Regions from separate parts of the Sus scrofa genome. Here region 1 is linked to region 2. Evidence: chromatin contacts called from public targeted proximity ligation data. All regions are on one chromosome and are shown on one strand. The core of a region is the stretch at or near the end of the contact, and the rest is flanking DNA. Distances in the headings are between cores, read along the strand shown.

The links.
Region 1: a contact with region 2 is called in a targeted proximity ligation map of alveolar macrophages. A contact is called at or near these places in 2 of 5 promoter capture datasets (fetal liver and liver), 15 of 47 Hi-C or Micro-C datasets (alveolar macrophages, blood, embryonic fibroblasts and 6 more) and 1 of 2 datasets of targeted methods (alveolar macrophages).

The regions. Positions count from the first base shown.
Region 1 is chr4:90,063,267-90,065,966 of Sscrofa11.1, reverse strand. All of the region lies in intron 1 of VANGL2 (vang-like protein 2), which reads left to right. Among named protein-coding and RNA genes, the nearest start is that of VANGL2, 16 kb to the left of the region's middle.
Region 2 is chr4:89,911,503-89,914,202 of Sscrofa11.1, reverse strand. It overlaps the pseudogene LOC100511506. Among named protein-coding and RNA genes, the nearest start is that of CD84, 19 kb to the left of the region's middle.

The DNA.
Region 1 (2,700 bases), core at 112-2,611, 150 kb before region 2:
TGGGTTCTGGTGTCTCTGGCGGCGCTTTTCCTCTTTATTTCTCTACCTCCTTCACTCTGTAACCCACTTATTCTCTTTGAACCTCCTGGTGCAATTCAGTTTGTAGGAGGCAGACTAGAAAGAATAAGCTGAACCATAGCAAGAGAGATACAGGTGACATGTCTGGAACTGCATCGGGACCAGACCACTAGAATGTTCTCAAGAGGTGGAGTAGAGGAGCCCAACCTGTAATTTTCAGACCAGGACATGAGTGGGGCCTTATTCGTGGCAAAGGGTTAGAAGGGTTTCAGGTAGGTTAAGATATCATGGCTCTGTCCCCTAAGTGTGTCTCTGTCACACATTTGCCTTGCCGTGGGGATATCAACAGACATTACTGGACCATGAAGAGCCTCCGCACCATTCTGTTAGGAGGATCCGTGAGTGGATTTAGTATGGATTTCATCTCCGCACAGTCATTGCAGTTTCCCTGAGCGTCAGAGAGGCGTCTTCATTTACTGGGTGGGTATCAGCTACTTGCTGGGTGTCCACGAGAGGGTGGTGGATACAAGTATGTATCAATCAAATCAATCATAATTCTTAGTCTCAAGTTACTGATGCGTCAGTTTAATTGGAGGAAAGTTAACAACTACACAAAGCAGATTCATTTTAGTTCTTAGCATACTTGACCACGGCAGCACTTGACTGGCTGATTTTATTTTATTTTATTATATTTATTTATTTATTTTTGTCTTTTTGCCATTTCTTGGGCCGCTCCCACGGCATACAGAGATTCCCAGGCTAGGGGTTGAATCGGAGCTGTAGCCACCGGCCTACACCAGAGCCACAGCAACACAGGATCCGAGCCGCATCTGCGACCTACACCACAGCTCACGGCAACGCCGGATCCTTAACCCACTGAGCAAGGGCAGGGATCGAACCCTCAACCTCATGGTTCCTAGTCGGATTCGTTAACCACTGGGCCACGATGGTAACTCCTTGACTGGCTGATTTTATTCCTAACTCGGAAGTGTGCTAATTCATGGCTCCTCTGCCTCCGTGCCCCTCTGGCCTCGCCTTCCCAGCGCCTTTGCCTGCTCCCTTTCCTTGGACATATTTACATATTGGGGTTCTCAGGAACCCCTTCTTTAACCCTCTGGCCAGGTGATCCCATCCATTCCCTTGGCCCTGCACACTGTCCATAGCACCAGCTCAGACTTGCCTGAAGCCAGCTCCTTTGACAACAGCTGCCTGTTCCACTGCCTGGCTCTGGACGCTGGGACCCGAACTCACTAACTTCCTCCCCAGACTTGCTTCCTCCCAGTCTTCCTGCCTGGTGATGGCCAGAGATCGTGACACTGCCCTCCCCCGCAGACAGTCGCCCTTAGGTCCTGTCGGTCCTGTCACCAACATATGTGGCAAAGATGACTGTTTCCTGCCTCCCTGCCCTGCCCCATCCAAGCCTCACGGCTGCAGTGGTCTCCCGCCAGCCCATATGGGCATAGCCAAAACCCTTTGCAGGCTTCCCACTGCTTTTAGAAGAAAACCCAAGCTCTTGGCCTGACCCTTGGGCATTTGCCAAATAACCCAGCCCCAGCCACCTCTTCAGCCTCACTTTCCGCCACCCTCTCCCTTCCTCAGCTCCGGCTCCACGGTTTCTTTAAGTCCACTGAAGTCTTTGCCGCCTTTCACGGGTGATTCTCTGCTCTGCAGGCTTTCCCTTCCGTTCTGCCTGCTTAACTCCTGTGCTCCTTCAGGCTTGGCTGTTATTTTCTCAGACTTTCCAGAACCACTCACTCTAAAGTAGTCCAGCTCCCCAGACTTGTCTGTCGCACTGTCCTCGTTCTTCTGCTTTCATCACTGATGTAGTTAAGTCGTTTGTATTCACCTGTTTACTTGTTTAGTGTGCACCTGCTCCACTGGACTGTGAACTCGGGATTTATTCACTCCTGTGTCTCCAGGGCCTAGCCGGGTACATGGTTCCTAGAAGGGGCCTAAGCAAGACGATGCCTCAGTGAATGAAGAGAGGAAATGACCGCTCAGTGCATGGGGATGATGATGGTGGGGTCGGGGTCCGAGGGGAGGTCGTGACAGTGGGTGCAGGGGTAGGTGGGGGCTTTTGTGAGGGGGTGAGGCTGGTTTCTGAAGACCGAGCAGGGTCTGGGTGAGAGGGATGAGGGGAGAAGGAGAGGTTCCTCTCTTCTGAAGAACTAGAAAGTGCAAGTATAGAAGGAAGATACTGCCCCTCGGTCCACACAGAGTCAGATACGCTCAGGCCTTTGCCTAATTCAGGATGTTTGGTTTTCGGAGAGTGGTTTCTCTACTCACCTTCTCTTCCTGCCTCCCACCACATTATCTGCAGTTTCCATCCTTCACCCCCCGCCTCACCTGCTTTCACCCAGACATGCACACAGCCTCAAGCAGAGCCGCTAGCTTGACCTGGCAGGAACCATAGGTCTGTCTGATGTAGGTGCTAGGGACGTGATGCCAAGAGAAGCAGCCATAGGCAGCCCCCTGTGGGCCCACTCAGAAGTTTTGAGTCGGGGGAAGATGAAGGGAGGGGAGGAGAGGCCTGGGGTAGCCTCTGGGCCGAAACCAGCTGCTTCCTGCTAAAATCTCCCCTGGTCCAGACTGTTGGCCTGGCCAGAACCTGCTTTCTCCAAGTCATCGTTTTCCTGGCTGAGAATAGGAAAGCATTGCCTGCTTCTCTCCTGCAGGGGGTCC
Region 2 (2,700 bases), core at 188-2,687:
ATGACAAATATAAGGTTGTTCATCATAGTATTGTTTGGAAAAACTTCAATGCTTATCAATAAGGAAATCGGTAGATGAAATGTAGCATGTCTGTAGGATATAATAGTATACAATATTCAAAAAAACTAAGCTAAAGCTACATGTTTCAACTTGGAAATGTCCAAAAATCACAATATTGAGCAACAAAACCAAAATGAAACTGAAAACAGAATGAAATGTCTACATGTGTAACTTCAAAACAGTTCTAGAGTTCCATATAATACTATACAATATTCAAAAAAACTAAGCTAAAGCTACATGTTTCAACTTGGAAATGTCCAAGAATCACAATATTGAGCAACAAAACCAAAATGAAACTGAAAATAGAATGAAATGTCTACATATGTAACTTCAAAACAGTTCTAGAGATCCATATATACTTGTAAACATGCACTTAATGAACACATTTGACAGATTCTATCCAGGGACAGGGAGGTGGGAAGCAGAAAGAGAACAGGGATGGGGTATGAAGGGGAAAATACAATATTAAAATGAGATGAAAGAGGCCTAGTACATGGACCAGTGATGATTATATACAATGAAATGAGGAATATGCAAATTGTATTCATCCATTTCTGTGGACCTGAGTCCAATTAAAAACCAAAATAGCTGCAGAAGATACTGGAAGATAACAGTTTCACTCTTGTCTGCATTGGTATACTTTACATCTAAAGCAGAGTTCAGTCTTGAGCAGTACATTTTAAGAAGCATGGACAAACCCAACTATGTCTAGAGGAGAGCAGTCAGGACAGTGGGAGGGGCATGTAAGGGGCAGGTGTCATGCAATAGATAATTGAAAAAAGGAGACTTAGACACCATGGACTATTAGGAGAAGGAGATTTTAATTTCCATTGTTACTTAAAACTTTTTAACTAATTATTTAAACAAACTTAATCCCCTCTCTCCTGAAGTCTGAGTTTTGTGCACCTCTGTGTGCTTGCTGAACACGCCTCACCCTCTCTGTCGTTCTGGTTTCCCAGCCACTGCCCCAGTGTAATTGTTAACAGCATCGCCTTTTACTTTCAGGTTGTCCCAGAAGATCATGTGGTTTTCTACCTATCATAGTATTTTAATTGCCTTGTTCTTTGTATCTCCTCCTGGGTGACAACCTCTAACACTTAGTAGGAACTTAATAACAATTTGTCGAATGAGTGAAGCATTGAGTAAAATTAAGAGTCTTCTGTGAAATCAATGTATGGCAGTTAACTTTGATTAGAGTCTGTTATCAACCCACATTGGCCCTCCTTATCTCTAAGGGGAAGGGTCAGTTTTCCCTCCAGCCTGTAAGTGCTGTGAACTGATGAGAATCCAGCCACAGTTTCAGCAAGTCTGGGACAGAGTCCACATCCTTTCAGTGCAAGCGAAGTTGTTGGGGATGCTGGGGTGCAGGTAGGGGAAATATATTGCTACACCTCCCTCTAGTGGCTGTTGTGGGGAACACTTCACAAAATCCTTTCAGATTATAATTATTAGCCTCTAAGTTGGTGGTTCTAGAGATCTTCACCCAGAGTTCATTTGTGTTTGAGGTAGGTTTTGGGCATCAGTATTTCTTTAAAAGGTACCCAGGGAGCTCTAATAGATAACCTTGGCAAAATTGGCAGATGTGGGCCATGCTTAAGTAACTAGGTGGCCACTTCCCAAATACGTTTTTTTTCCTCATTAAACTTTTTTAAATGGGTCTCAAAATTCTGTGACAGACTCTTTTTTTGGGAGGGGGCCCACATCTGTGTCATATGGAGGTTCCTAGGCTAGTGGTTGAATCAGAGCTACAGCTGCTGGCCTACGCCACAGCCACAGCAACGCCAGATCTGAGCTGTGTCTGTGACCTACACCACAGCTCAGGGCAACCCCGGATCCTTAACCCACTGAAAGAGGCCAGGGATCGAATCCAAAACATCATGGTTCCTGGTTGGATTCATTTCCCCTGCGCTATGACGGAAACTCCTCTGTGACAGATTTTTGGTTAAGTTGTTTCCATTAAAAAGTACTGATTTTAAAAACTAAAAACTGCCACACACAAAACAAATGGTCCACAAAATCTTCTGAAGTTTTTACAATGCATTGTTATCATTAACCAGTCTTTTACTATTAAACTTAAATGGCCAATTGAGACAAATATTTCTGAGACATTTCTTCTACCACTAATTAAGCCTGGGGTGGCAGATATTGGCGATAACATTCATTTAGCCTTCTGAGCTTTCTGAGCAGACTTGTTGTCCTTGCCAGCTCCAGCTGCCTTCTTGTCCACTGCTTTGATGACACCTACAGCAACTGTCTGTCTCATGTCACAAACAGCAAAACCGCCCAGCGGAGGATAGTCAGAGAAGCTCTCAACATACATGGGCTTGTCAAGAACCATGTCAATGATGGCAGCATCACCAGATTTCAAAACTCAGGGGCATCTCCTGGCTTTTTCCCAGAATGACGATTGATCTCCTTCAGTTCAGCAAACTTGCAGGCAATGTGAGCTGTGTGGCAATCTAGCACAGGTGCATATCCAGCACTGATTTGGTCAGGATGGTTCAAGATAATCACTTATAAAGCCAGCTGTTTCCATTAGGTCATTTTTGCTGTCACCAGCCACATTGCCACAAGGAACATCTTTGACAGACAAGCTCTTGCCATCGAAGCCCATGTTGTCCCCAGGAAAGTCTTGACTCA